2 separate regions of the Pan troglodytes genome follow, and region 2 is linked to region 1. A link is a contact called in public HiChIP or PLAC-seq data. All regions are on one chromosome and are shown on one strand. The core of a region is the stretch at or near the end of the contact, and the rest is flanking DNA. Distances in the headings are between cores, read along the strand shown.

Region 1 (7,247 bases), core at 1,844-4,343:
TGTAGTCCCAGCTACTCTGGAGGCTGAGGGAGGAGAATGGCGTGAACCCGAGAGGCGGAGCTTGCAGTGAGCGGAGCTCTCGCCACTGCACTCCAACCCGGGCGACAGAGCGAGACTCCGTCTCCCCCCAGAAAAAAAAAAAGACCGGGTGCGGTGGCTCACGCCTGTAATCCCAGCACTTTGGGAGGCTGAGGCGGGTGGATCACCAGAGGTCGGGAGTTTGAGACCAGCCTGACCAACGTGGAGAAACCCTGTCTCTACTAAAAATACAAAATTAGCCGGGTATGGTGGCGCATGCCTGTAATCCCAGCTACTCGGGAGGCTGAGGCAAGAGAATCACTTGAACCCAGGAGGCGGAGGTTGCGGTGAACCGAGATCACACCACTGCACTCCAGCCTGGAGCGAGACTCCGTTTCAAAAAAAAAAAAAAAAGACTGTTGGAATCAGAAAATGTAGGCGTGGGAAACGAGAGATAAAAGATCTCTCCCGGCCCCCTGACAGCTCCCGCCTCTCCCACAGCTCCGGGGAACCTTGTACAACACCGGCCGACATGTCTCCTTCCTGCCTGCACCCCGACCTGTGGTCAATGTGTCTGGAGGTCCCCTCCTTTATAGCCACCGACTCAGTGAACTGCGGCTGCTGTTTGGAGCTCGCGACGGAGCCGGCTCGGAACATCAGATCAACCACCAGGGCTTCTCTGCTGAGGTAGTGGCCACTGATTGTTTACCTGCGACCCTCCGCCCTGAGTCACCCCAATTCCTCCCACCTCACCCTCTTAGTGTCTCACCCCATCCTCCTCCACAGAACTGGCCTCCCACCCTAAGCACTAATCCTCAGCCTGATTCGGGCCCCCAAAGCTGGGGTCATGCTCTCCTCCCCTTCTGCTGGGGGACCCCATGCTCTGTGCTACCCCCAGGTGCAGCTCATTCACTTCAACCAGGAACTCTACGGGAATTTCAGCGCTGCCTCCCGCGGCCCCAATGGCCTGGCCATTCTCAGCCTCTTTGTCAACGTGAGCGGAGGCGAGATTCGGAGGGACGGAGCAGTTGGGTGCCTGGAACCCGGGGTCTGAGGGAAGCGGGGTGCTGGGAGGCCCAGACTCCTGGGTCCTGGGGGAGGAGAAGGTTGAGGGCTTGGACTTCTGGGCTCCTGTGTCCTCACCTCGTACCCCCACACAGGTTGCCAGTACCTCTAACCCATTCCTCAGTCGCCTCCTTAACCGCGACACCATCACTCGCATCTCCTACAAGAGTAAGTCCCTGGCGTGCTGGGGGCAGTGGTCACACACGAGGGGGTTCAAGAGTGCCACCCCTCTTTACTCTGGCCTGATATTCCCGCAGATGATGCCTACTTTCTTCAAGACCTGAGCCTGGAGCTCCTGTTCCCTGAATCCTTCGGCTTCATCACCTATCAGGGCTCTCTCAGCACCCCGCCCTGCTCCGAGACTGTCACCTGGATCCTCATTGACCGGGCCCTCAATATCACCTCCCTTCAGGTGACCCTCTGTCCGCACCGCCCTTCCTAGGCCTGGGTACTCCACTCACTGGCCTGGGCATCCCCTTGCTCACCTGCCCTCCCTCTCCTCATAGACTGAACTCAAGTAGGTAAGAGGGTCAGACCACCTTGGGGGTGGGTGGGGCTGAGAACAGACCCCGCCCACCTGCTCCCAGGGGCGGGGTTTCCTGCGTGACGTCACCAAGACCATTCACTATTCACTCCCAGTTTCCCACCCTCCTTCCACTGCAGATGCACTCCCTGAGACTCCTGAGCCAGAATCCTCCATCTCAGATCTTCCAGAGCCTCAGCGGTAACAGCCGGCCCCTGCAGCCCTTGGCCCACAGGGCACTGAGGGGCAACAGGGACCCCCGGCACCCCGAGAGGCGCTGCCGAGGCCCCAACTACCGCCTGCATGGTATGGTCCAGTCTGCACCCCCTCTAAGTCTTGGGCTAACCCGCTTATATGTGTCTCCCCTTGGTGTCTCAGTGTGATTCAGTCCCATCCTCCTTCCTGCGTCTATATGGTCTAGCCTCGTGAGCTGTCTCTTTTTCTCTCTTTCCCTACATGTCTATGTGGTACAGTCCACCTGCCAGCCCTAGGCCATTGCTAGCCCACGATTTGTCTTTCCTCTTCACTGCTTTGTAACTTGGTCTATAACCCTTGACCCCTGCCTTCCTATGGTCCAATTACCTACTGTTCTGTGCTTCCTATTACTGTGAATTTCCAAAATGGTACAATTTGGATCCTCTCTCCCTTTCCAAGTCGTACTACCTTACGCTGTTCCACAATCTGATACTCCCTTCCCCCTTACTGAGAATCTACAAGGTACAACCCCTTCCCTCCACCTCTGCCTCCCTGTGGTTTAGCCCAGGAATCTCACACCCCCCCGGCTTCGCAACATGGTACAGTCCACACCCCCCCATGAAGACCTTCAAGTAGTTCAGCCTACTGCTGAATCTGGACGTCCCGATTCCCCCCTCCTATTGGCTTCTTGTGGTTCAGCCCAGTGCTTCTCGACCTGGTACATTCTGGTTCCCCGCTCGCAGACTTCCGACGGTAGAGCTCAGCGCGGCGCAGCCCCCGCCCCTTCCATCCTATACTGACGCCCCCTGCCGTTCTCTGTCTTACAGTGGATGGTGTCCCCCATGGTCGCTGAGACTCCCCTTCGAGGATTGCACCCGCCCGTCCTAAGCCTCCCCACAAGGCGAGGGGAGTTACCCCTAAAACAAAGCTATTAAAGGGACAGAATACTTCCTGTTTCTCAGTGGTCTGATTCTAGGCGCGGTGGGGAAACATTTGGGTATTAAAGAACAGACTTCTTCCGGAAACCAATCTTCCTCTTTCTAAACCTCCGCTCTCGGTATTTTGGCTTCCTGCTTCTCAAAACCATCTTTAGGACCGCGGCCCCTTTAAGCGGCGCCCCTTTTCCCCCTATCACCCCCCTCGCCATCAGGCAGCACGAGCAGAGCCATGTGCTTCCCCCTCCCGCCTGCCTCATTGGCCCAAACTGGGTCACGGTCCCGCCCCCAGTACCGCCTCCCATTGGGCAAATGTAGGTCAGTGTCCCGCCTCCCACCGAAAGGCAAGGCAACTTCACGCGCTGAGCCCCTCACGCGCCCTCCTGGGCCCTGGCGGACCCAGAGGCCCCATTGGCTGTGCGTCTCAAGGTGTCGGAGACGATTGGTCCGTGTTTGCAGCCGGAGGGAGGCACGCGGCTGGGGTGCATGCCCATAGAGGCTGGCGGGGCTGGACGCGCCGGGCGGGGACCCGGAGGAGGGGCGCGCGCTGTGGCGTCGGGTGTTTTGGTTTGGATTTTTTTTTCCGCGAAAGAAGTTTGCTTTGGCCACGCCTCAAGGCGGCCGCCTCCTCCTGCCCCCTCCTCCGCCCCTCCGCGCACACCTCTCGGTGCAGATTGCAAAGCGCCTTCCGTTGCGAGAGCTGCAGATTTTGCAAGAGCCAGGCTCGCCCACCTTGTAGAAGGAGCGCCTTGAGTCCCCTCTCACCCTCGGTTGCAAAGAGCCGACCGCTTGATCTGGACACTCCCTCGCCCAGATTGCATGATCTCCCGGGACCCTCTTGAGTTGCACGTTTCTGCACCGAGGACCTCAAATCCCCGTCGCTCCTAGGATTTGCAGCGTTCTGGATACTGGAGGGTTGCAGGCTACACTCGCCCGCCCCTGGGCAGACACTCGTCCAAACCACTGGAGTGTGCTGGTGACTGGCAGGCCAGCCCTTCGCCTCTCCATGAACCCGTGAGCCTGGGGGCAGGTGCCAGGCGATGGCGCGGCCTGTGAGCGACAGGACCCCGGCCCCTCTGCTGCTGGGCGGCCCGGCCGGGACACCCCCTGGCGGGGGAGCGCTGCTTGGGCTGCGGAGCCTTCTGCAGGGGACCAGCAAGCCCAAAGAGCCGGCCAGCTGTGAGTTCTAACCCCCATCTCACCCACTTCGGACACCCTACCCGCTTAGGGACTCAGGTGCCGTGGGGTGGGGTCCCATAGAAACCTGTGTGCGGGGAGTCCATCTTCCCAACCTTAATCTACTCAATTACTCAGGTGTTTAGGCCCCTAGATCCCTCAGCGCCCAGGACCCAAAAGCGCCGGCTCTGAAGCCCGTCCACCCTAAGGACCCAGGCACCAACGTCCCCAACGTCCTCCCCGCTTAGTTCACAAGAGTGTAGGCCCCAGCCTCCTCTTCCTTTTGGTCCGGGAGTCTGGACCCCTGGGGTCCCAGGGAGGGGGTGTGTCGGGTGCTCACACGGTGGTGACACGGGCTTGGGCGGGGCGTCATGGGGTCACATGGAGTCTAGGGATGAGGAATGTGCCCCAGGAATAGAGCCCCTTCCTGCCCCTTACAGATGGTGGGGGAGGGGAAGGGGGTACAGCGCGCAGGGGATGGGGGTTGGGTAATTACAGTGAATTACAGAGCTGTCATTTTTTCTCTCACCTGCCCAACCCTCCACCTACCCTGTCCCTGCCCCCCTATTCCTGAACTTCCGTCTCTCTTTCTCTGGTTCGCTGTCTTTCTGTGTGTCTATTCCTTCCCGGCATTCTGTCCCCATCTCTGTGAATCTGTCCACCTGTCTCTGCCACCCCCGTCTCCATTCTTTCTGGGTCTCTCTCCCACTCTGCGTCTCCGTCCCTTTTTCTCCCATCTCTCCTCTCCGACCCCCCGTCCCCTCTTTCTCTGGATCTCCGCCCTGTGCCTCTCGGACTCGGGGTCTCTTCTCCATCTCTATCTCCCCCACCTCACCCTCATCCCAACCCGTCTTTCCCGGCCCGCAGGTCTCCTGAAGGAAAAGGAGCGCAAGGCGGCCCTGCCTGCAGCCACAACCCCTGGGCCAGGCCTGGAGACTGCGGGCCCGGCGGATGCCCCGGCTGGGGCAGTGGTGGGCGGCGGGTCCCCGCGGGGGCGCCCGGGGCCGGTGCCCGCCCCGGGTCTGTTGGCGCCACTGCTGTGGGAGCGCACGCTGCCGTTCGGCGATGTGGAGTACGTAGACCTGGACGCCTTCCTGCTGGAGCACGGGCTCCCGCCCAGCCCGCCGCCCCCCGGTGGCCCGTCGCCGGAGCCGTCACCCGCGCGGACGCCCGCACCCTCCCCAGGGCCGGGTTCGTGCGGCTCGGCTTCCCCCCGCTCCTCTCCTGGGCACGCCCCCGCCCGGGCTGCCCTCGGGACCGCCAGCGGCCACCGCGCAGGTGCGGCGAAGGGGGCGGGTCGGGTCCTGACGGGGCGGGGCTTGGACTCAGGGGGCGGGGCTGTGCGACGCTGGGGGCTGGGACCGTGGGACCCGGCTGCGGCCTCGAATTCTGTGTCCAGTTGTCGAGAGGTGTCGTGGGAGGGGGCCAGATTCGGCGTCTCTTAATGGGTCAGGGACTTGGTCTTCTGGATCCATAGGGGAGGAGAGACTTGGAACCCTAAATTCCAGGAAGCCTGCCCAATGAGATTTTGTGGGTTTTTCTGTGGGACTTGGGGACAAACGATGTGGATACTCGTGAAGCCAGAACTGGAAGTCCGGAACACCAGAGTTATTTACTGGGGAGTGGACTGACCCCCGAATCTGGGCCCATAATCGATGGAACTGGGATAGGACTGGAGCCCCTAGGTCCTTTACAGGGGCAAAGGCAAAGGAGAGGCACAGAATTCTGTTTACCCAGGACATAAGAGACTGGCAGCCCAGGTCCCTGGGTCCCCCAGTGGGGCGTGCTGCAGCCCCGGGTCCCAGAGTTCTTCAGAAGGGAAAACATTAGGGATCTTGTTTCTGGATCCTCCAACTGGGGCTGGGGCCAAGCTTCCTATATTCCTAGGAGAGGCCTGGGATCCCAGAATCGTGGGTAGCCCAGTGGCGGGGGTTCTGGGAAGGTCCAGGAGGCCGATGCTCCCCGGAGAGCAGAGGGTTGGGAATCTTTGGAGGTTGAGTGGAACTAAGTGACTGGAAGAGCAAGAGGAAAGATGTTTCCCTTTGGGCACATTGAGGTCTCCAGGGACGGACTGCAGGTCGGGGATTCCTGGGCACACCTGCTCCAGGTCCGACCTCCGGGCCGAACCAGGGCCCTACCCTTCCCAGCGGCACATTCCTGCGCCACGTGAGTCCTCCCATCCCTCCTCCGCGCTTCGCGCAGGCGCCTTCAAGCGCGAGGGGGCGGGGCCGGGGGAACGTGAGGGCGCCGATGGCAGGGGGGCCTGGAAGGAAGGGAGGAGGAGGGAAGCAGGCGTCAGCACGTGACTCGGCCCTGAACCTGTGTCCTTAGCTGGCCCCGGCTGGCTGGTGCTTAAAGGTACAGGCGCCTCCTTTCGAACCAATCTTCTGGAACCTTAGAGCAGCTTCTCCTCCTCTTCCCAGCGAGTAGCTCTTAGACTCTAACTTGAGAGCTTTTCAGTGCAGTAGATTCTTTTTCTCTGGACAGTCTGGGGTCTAAGCTTAGGTCGTGGATTTGGTAAGTAGGATTCAGGCTAGACTGTGCATCTGAAGTCCTGAGGTTTTAGAAGCAATAGCCCCATCGCTTCTCGGCCTTTTGGCTAAGATCAAGTGTAGAAGCAATAGCCCTGATTCATATGTTACCTAGGGCAAGTCAGTTATGACTGGGACTCAGTTTCCTTGTTTGTAAAGGTGGATATGGCTCCATGATCTCTAAGCATCTTTATGGCTTAGGGGAACCTTCATTTTTCTCGTTATTTTGGAGACGGAGTCTCGCTCTGTTGTCCGGGCTGGAGTGCAGTGGTATGATCTCAGCTCACTGCAACCTCCACCTCCAGGGTCCGGGTTCAAGCAATTCTCCAGCCTCAGCCTCCCTAGTAGCTGGGCTTACCGGCACCCGCCATTACACCTGGCCAATTTTCGTACTTTTAGTAAAGATGAGGTTTCTCCATGTTGGCCATGCTGGTCTCGAACTCCTGACTAAAGGTGATTCGCCGCCTCGGCTTCCCAAACTGCTGGGGTTACAGGCATGAGCCACTGCGCCTGGCCAAGGGAACCTTCATATTTTATATTAGGGAGATTAATCCTTGGCCAAATTTATGCTAGATCCCAGAAGGACTTTCCATGTGGCTATGATACCACAGCAAGAGGTAGCTTCAGGAAACCCCCTCCTTAAAATACACACTCAGCTGACACGTGCTGTTTCCCCAAGGCCTGACCTCTCGGGACACACCCAGCCCTGTGGACCCAGACACCGTGGAGGTGTTGATGACCTTTGAACCCGACCCAGCTGATCTTGCCCTATCAAGCATTCCTGGCCACGAGACCTTTGACCCT
Region 2 (7,247 bases), core at 3,053-5,552, 320 kb before region 1:
TGGCCTCCCAAAGTGCTGGGATTACAGGCTTGAACCACCCTGCCCCAGCCCCAGGGGAAGGAGAAGGGGAAGAGTCAGAGCTGACACAGCAGTTTTGCAGCTTGGACACAGCAAGTGCTTTTTAAGGCCTGTTTTAAGCTTCTTCAGTTCCCATTTGGAGAATCCGGCCCAAAGTTTCACATCCCATTTCTGTGATGAACCCTAAACCCCTTGTCCAGCATTGCTTGGGCATCACGTGTTCCTGGCTGCTCAGCTCCACTGGCCAGTTCCTCTCAGTGTGCGCCTCACATTGGGATCACTCAAGCTCGGGCCGTAATCTCTAAACTCTGGAGCAAAGACCTCAGTGAGCCTCCTGGTTGCCATGCAAGTTGCATAGCAATAGCGTCAATGTGCCCATATAAAGGGCCTAATAATTCCAACTGCCTCCCAGAATTGAGGCTTTTTTCTTTTTTGAGACAGAGTCTTACTCTGTTGCCCAAGCTGGAGCACAGTGGCACCATCTCAGCTCACCGCAACTTCCGTGAGGCAGACATGTTTTTTGTTTGAGATGGGAGTTCCACTCTTTTTGCCCAGGCTGGAGTGCAATGACGCCATCTCAGCTCACTGCAACCTCCGCCTCCCAGGTTCAAGTGATTCTCCTACCTCAACCTCCTGACTAGCTGGGATTACAGGTATGAGCCACCACACCCAGCTAACTTTGTATTTTAGTAGAGACGGGGTTTCTTCATGTTGGTCAGGCTGGTCTCGAACTCCTGACATCAGGTGAGCGACCCACCCGGCCCCATAATCACTCGTTAAATAGGGCTGTTTCTGGCTGAGACCTAACGTCTGTTTCTAGGTACCAACCTAGGTCTTAATTCAACTCCCTGGAGTCTATCTCTACCATCTGGGAGGGACAGTTAACAGCCAGGCAAGCAGAGAACCCTCAGGTTCAACACTACCCAGATAGCCTCTTGTCTTAGGACAGGTAAGAAAATGGGAGATGGGGCCAACTCCTCTTTCACTGGCATCCCAACCCAGCCAGAAGCTTTATGAGAACAGATCCCACCTCATCTTCCACACCACACACAAAACCACCAGCTGCATCAAAAAGCTTTATTTCCATTTGGTCCAAGGCTTGTTAGGATAGTTAAGAAAGCTGCCTATTGGCTGGAGGGAGAGGCTTAGGCAGAAGCCCTATTACTTTGCAAGGGGCCCTTCAGAAGTCGCTGGGCTCAGAAGGCTTAGTCGTGCTTGAGAGTGAGCCTTTCGAAGAGATACTCGCCCAGCCCAGCCTCCGGGCCACCCAGCCTGTGGAGGTTGGTCAGGTGGTCACCCATCTTCTTGATAAGCTTCACTTCCTCATCTAGGAAGTGAGTCTCCAGGAAGTCACAGAGCTGAGAGAGAAGAGGGAGAAATTAGAAACCCAATCCCTGGAAAAGAGGGAGAGAGAGCAGCCAGTTGCAGATTAAAATGTGACAGGTGTGAAATGAGGCTCTGAAGGAAATTTGCCCAAAGGGAGCAGAGGCTTGAGGGGTATGGTTGGGTAGCCATGGATGCAGCGGGTACGTACATGGGGGTCCGTGTGGGCAGAACCCAGGGCATGAAGATCCAAAAGGGCCTGGTTCAGCTTTTTCTCCAGGGCCATGGCAGCTTTCATGGCGTCTGGGGTTTTACCCCACTCATCTTCAGCTGGCTTCTATACAGAAGGGAGAAATGGCTCAGAATACGCACACTCGGCACATAGAACTAAAACTACATTTCCCAAGAGTCGTTGGGGGTCAGAGGCCCAGGCCACAAAGACATGTGACAGCTTGTATTTATCACTCTCCGCACCCTGTCCTAGCTCTTACAGCTATACGTCCCTAAGACCATGCAGCGGTGTGGACTGCCGCGTCTTGTGGGCACTGCACGAGGTGCGCCTCTATTTCCAGCGGTTAAGAGGGCTCACAAGACCGAACTCAATCTCCCAGAAGCCCACGCGACACCTAAGCCCTCAAATCAAGGCTCCTCGCGCGCACGGCCTGCTGGGAGATGTAGTCCATTACCCACACACTAGTTACCTTGATGTCCTGGAAGAGAGCGCGGCCGCCACGCTGGTTTTGCATCTTCAGGAGACGCTCGTAGCCCTCGCGCTTCTCCTCGGCCAATTCGCGGAAGAAGTGGCTCACGCCTTCCAGAGCCACATCATCGCGGTCGAAATAGAAGCCCTACGGGAAGAGATGGAGGCAACAATGGTTAGCGGGGGGCGAGGCCAAGGGGACTCCGCCCTCTGTTTACCCGACCGCACAAAGAAGGCTGGCGCGTGCAGTGAGGGCCGGAGGTGCGCAGCTGGACGAAATTAGGGCCAGGGGCGTCCTGGGGACTCACCAGAGAGAGGTAGGTGTAGGAGGCCTGCAGGTACAAATTGACCAGGCTGTTGACGGCTGCCTCCACGTCGGTGGAATAATTCTGACGAATCTGGGAGCTCATGGTTGGTTGGCAAGAAGGAGCTAACCACAAAAACGGTGCTGGCAGGTCCCAGAAGCAGGAGATGGCCGAGAAGATGGTCCCGGAGGTTGCAAGTGGAGAGGAAATCGGAGGGCGGTCGGAGGCTGGAAGAGAGTCCCCGGATCTGTTCCGTCCAAACACTGTTGAAGCAAGAGACAGACCCGCGGGACCGCCGAACTGCGAGGGGACGTGGCTAGGGCGGCTTCTTTTATAGTGCGCTGGCCCTCGGAGGCAGGGCGCTCGGGGAGGGCTAGCGGCCAATCTGCGGTGGCAGGAGGCGGGGCCGAAGGCCGTGCCTGACCAATCCGGAGCACATAGGAGTCTCAGCCCCCCGCCCCAAAGCAAGGGGAAGTCACGCGCCTGTAGCGCCAGCGTGTTGTGAAATGGGGGCTTGGGGGGCTTGGGGGGGTTGGGGCCCTGGGGCTGATTCTGGAAATGCAGGGGTTCGTGGGCGGGAGGGTGGGGGCTGGGGTCCCTCTGGGAGGCTAGAGTTTTATGGGAGCACTAACAGCCCTGTGAACTGATGACCCTGGGGTCCTGGGGGTGCCTCCGGAAAGTAAGATTCTGGGGTTTCCGAGGGCATGGATTTTTCTGGAACCTTGAGTGGGGGGAGGGGCACCTCAAAGGTGCAGGGAGGACCTGTAGTTGCCTGAGGTTTGCGCTGCAAGATAAGGAGTCTCCGGATCCTTGGGAAGCTTGGAAGGCTGTGAGGTGTTATTTCTGGACCCCTGGAGATCTCTGGAAGATGGAGTGTTGCGGGGACTGGAGTCCTGGGATTTACAGAGGTGGGGGTTCACGATGCAAACTCTCTATATTTTGGAGCCCTCCCCGGGGAAATCTTTAGGTTCTTGAGGTGCTCTGCAAGTTGGAAAGGGCAGTTATTCTGGAGCCGTGGGTTTCACCCAGTGCGGGAAGCCCAGGGGGAGCATTGTATGAGGTAGGGTGACTTCTGGAACCCTGGACAGCCCTCTGGAACCCTCCAAAGATGGGCTGGGACTTTGGGGATACCTTGGAGCTCTTTCAGGGGCCCAGGCTTTTTCTGGGAGTGGAAATGGGGAGGAATGAAAAGTGTGTTTTGAGCTTTGCGGTGTCTCTGGGATTGCATTTCCTGGAGGCTGTTTTGGAGGCAACTCACAGACTTCGAGAATTCTCCGTGGCCCTGAACAGTGTCTCTGAAGTTGCCCTCGTGTCTTGCCTGACGTGTGCTCTTTCAGGCCCACAAAGAGAAGCCCTGCGTTGTGGACAAACAGTCTGGGGACCTATGGACGAGACGTCTGTCTTCGACTAATGCATATTTTTTAAGTGGGCCTGGTCCACGTTGATTTCTGGGAGACGGAGTCGGCGCAAACCTTGACTCTACTTAAGTGCCCTGATGGAGGCAGCCCGTGCGCTGGGCAGGGAGCTGAAGCCACTGGGGTGTGGGGTGAGGTCAGGCCCTGCCCTACAGAGGAGCTGCTTCGAACAGCCCAGGCGGGGCAGCCCCTGACCGAGGGGATCTGCAGATGCCCCGCCAGGCCGGTATCTGGGGTCCTTGTTGCAGGCAGCGACTGCTGAGTCATGCTGAGCTCAGCGCGGGAAGGGGCCCCCGCGGGGACGGATGGGGGTGGGGCCACTCGCTGACCTCATCCCCTTGGCACTCCCCGACTTTTTTGGTGGGACCCTCAGAACTAGACCTGGCTCAGACCCAAATCGGGCCCCCTACCCCAAGGTCCCCCCTTGTTGGAAGCCGGCTGTGTGCTTTGTCTCCGTGTCTTTTTGGTTCCCATAATTTTTTTTTTTCTGGGATCCTGCCTGTGGCCATATTGTCCCCTCACTCTGGGTGGTGGCTCAGTGTACACTCATTGATCCTCTGCCCCTCTCTCTCCCCTGACTTGGGGTCTCTGGGAAGAGTCCATGGAGGAGGGGCAGCCATCCAAAGCACCCCGTTGACTGTGGGGCCCGAGTTACTCATTTACCAAATGTCATACCTCAGCCCAGAGACCTTTGGTCGGCCGAGAGGGGCCTTGGGGCCCATAGGTGGAGGGAGAGGAGGGGCTGAGAGAGACAGGATCTGAAGACCATAGAGAATGTGGGGTGGGGAGACAGAGGCCCAGAGAAAAAGAGACTCAGACAGAGACCCTGAGAGAGAGGGGGACAGAGACCTGGGCAGGGGGACAGAGACCCAGAGAGAGGGAAAAACAGACCCGGAGACAGAGGGGTACAGAGACCCTGAGAGAGAGGGGAGGGGGACAGACCTAGAGAGAGGGGGACAGAGACCCAGAGGGAGGGGAAAAGAGACCCAGAGGGGGGGGGGGGGGACAGAGGTGGGGGGGGACAGAGGCAGGGAGGTACAGAGACACGGGGGTGGGGGGGATAGAGACTCAGAGGGATCCGGCGGGAGGGGACAGAAATCCAGAGTGGGGGACAGATATCCAGAGAGAGGTGGGGACAGAGATCCAGAGAAGGGGGGACAGAGACCCAGAGAGAGGGGGGACAGGGACTCAGAGAGAAGGGGACAGAGACTAGGGAGGACTGAGACCTGGGGTTGGGGGGACAGGGACCCGGGGGCGGGGGACAGGGACCCGGGGGCGGGGGACAGAGACCGGGGAGAGGGAAAGAGACCCAGAGAGAGGGGAGGTACAGAGACCCAAGAGAGAGTGACAGCCAGAGAGAGGACAGAGACCCAGAGAGAGGGGGACAGAAACTCAGGGTGGGGGGACAGACCCAGAGAGAGATGGGGGGCCAGAGATCCAGAGCGGGGGACAGAGACCCAGAGAGAGGGGGCCAGAGGTCTGGGTGCCAGGGGTGGAAAGAGGCCCAGAGAAAGAGGGCCAAAGGTGGGGTGGGAACAGAGGCTCGGAAAGCAAAGACCCAGAGAGAGAGTGGGGACAGAGACCCAGAGATGGGAGGGGGTAAAGACCCAGAGGGGGGCGCCAGAGACCCTGTGACTGAGAACCCACATCCTCTAGCCCCCTTGTCTTCGCTCCGCCTGTGTCTAAGGTCACTGGGCCTCTGAGCTCAGCACCTTCTTCCGGCAGTTCCTCTCCAGGGGGGCCCCACCCAGCTGTGGGGCCAGACCAGGTTCCTCCTCCTCTGCCCTGCCCTCCAGCCTCTCAGTCCCCAGCCAGGTCCCTTCCTCTCTGTCCTCAGCCCAGCTCAGGAGGCCTCTCCCGTGGGCCCTCGCCCTGGTGTCCTCAGCCTGCCACCCTCCAGCGACCTCACCACCAGGCTCCAGAGCCCTTCCTGCTCCTCTGGTCCTCCCATCCCTCCTCCCCCCACTCCCATTCTCCAGTTCAGTAAAGGTATGGCCTCCTGAGGTCCCACGTGTGACATGCCAGGCTGTGGTCCCCGGGCCCCGGAGGCTTGCTCTGCAGCCGGCCGTGCTGTTCTTCCCCTACCCACACGCCTGCTTGGGCCTCACAGGCCGCTGCCTCTGTCCCGCACAGATCATCCTGGGCTGCGACAGATGTACCACCTATCACCCTCCTTTCCCGTGAGCTCCCTTTTCCTTTCCCGTGAGCTCCCTTCTTTTCCTTTCCCGTGAGCTCCTGCAGGTCAGGCCCAGGACCAACTCATCCCTAACCCACAGACCCCATAGGGCACCCCAGAAAAAGATGTCAAGTGAGTGCAGAGAGCCCCACGTCCCTGAGTGGCCCAAGCAGGTATCTCTAGGCCAGCAGACGGCGGGCCCGGCGTGGGGCAGCGGACAGGGCCGGCTCTCCTGACGTGCCGGGGAGCGGGGCAGAGGCCCAGTGACTCAGATGCCGAAGTGTGTCCCGAAGGAGGTTTATTACCCCCTCAAGACCACTCTTCCCCACCCCCCCCAATAATTACAAAAGTAAGAAAAATGCCCATGTCCCCCAATCCCCACCCCTCCCAGAAAAATGCCATAATTTATGGAGGAAAAACACAGTCCAAGGCAGCTGGGGGCCTCAGCCCATCTTCTTCCAGATGGTGAGTGAGGCGGTGAGCACTCCCGCCACAAAGATGGTCACGGTCTGCCACGTGGGCGTCCCAAAGTAGGAGAGGAGGCCGTCCTGGAGACAGGGACATCAGTCGCTTCAGTGACTCGGCCAGGGGCAGCCCCTGGGCAGGCAGAGGCGGGATCAGGGACGGAGGAGGCCAGAAGGCAGGATTGCGGGCAGGGGACTGAGATGAATGGGCATTAAAGAGCTGGACTCAGGCCAGGCATGGTGGCTCACACCTGTAATCCCAGCACTTTGAGAGGCTGAGGCGGGAGGATCGCTTGAGGCCAGGAGTTCGAGACCAACCTGGGCAACATAGCGAGACCCCTTCTCAGTGGGAAAAAAAAAAAAAAAGGAAAGAGCTAGGGTCAGAGGGTCATCAATGAACTTGAGCAATTCCAGAGGCAGTGGAGGCTCCAGGGAGGGCAGAAGGCACTAATCAAGTCAAGGTCACAGTGAGGTCAGGGGTCACTGGGAGGTCAGCAGGGTAGATGAATCGGGGATTGATCAGACATGTAAGGAAAACGCATTATAGACCACATCTGATGATCTGAAGATGGGGAGAGGGCACCACTGTGACCTGCTCCAGAAGGCCCAGGGTCCCAGAGGAGTGGCGGGGGGGCAGGGACGGTGGGGCAGGGGCAGTGGTGAGGGCGCGGTGGTGGGGGTGAGGAGGCTTGAGGAGTCTCACCCAACCACCCTGGTCTTGGATCCAGCCCAACAGCCGCTCCCGGAGGAAGTCCAATGTCCAGCCCATGATGGTTCTGATCAGTTCCGGCACCTTGGTGCACAGGGCCTGTGGGGAGTGGAGTGGGCGTTAGGGACTGAACCTTG

The links. HiChIP or PLAC-seq counts read pairs in DNA pulled down with a chosen protein or histone mark.
Region 2: an H3K4me3 HiChIP or PLAC-seq map of stem cell-derived excitatory neurons shows a contact between it and region 1, with 5 times the contacts expected there. The contact joins the promoter of FTL here to the promoter of DBP in region 1. A contact is called at or near these places in 2 of 7 Hi-C or Micro-C datasets (induced pluripotent stem cells and stem cell-derived neural progenitor cells) and 1 of 1 datasets of contacts at active chromatin or transcription factors (stem cell-derived excitatory neurons).

What each region holds. Positions count from the first base shown.
Region 1 is chr20:51,577,149-51,584,395 of NHGRI_mPanTro3-v2.0_pri, reverse strand. DBP (D-box binding PAR bZIP transcription factor) reads left to right here and starts at 3,093. Exons shown (of 4, transcript XM_016936441.4): 1 at 3,093-3,915; 2 at 4,780-5,190; 3 at 7,123-7,247. The coding sequence starts at 3,777. CA11 (carbonic anhydrase 11) reads left to right here. Exons shown (of 9, transcript XM_001171568.7): 4 at 520-705; 5 at 917-1,012; 6 at 1,179-1,251; 7 at 1,341-1,495; 8 at 1,747-1,912; 9 at 2,629-2,757. The coding sequence ends at 2,654.
Region 2 is chr20:51,901,558-51,908,804 of NHGRI_mPanTro3-v2.0_pri, reverse strand. It overlaps FTL (ferritin light chain), which reads right to left and starts at 4,302. Exons shown (of 4, transcript XM_063802058.1): 1 at 2,350-4,302; 2 at 2,043-2,189; 3 at 1,553-1,678; 4 at 1,082-1,376. The coding sequence starts at 2,451. The coding sequence ends at 1,224. It overlaps BAX (BCL2 associated X, apoptosis regulator), which reads right to left. Exons shown (of 6, transcript XM_063802057.1): 5 at 7,105-7,209; 6 at 6,219-6,485. The coding sequence ends at 6,381.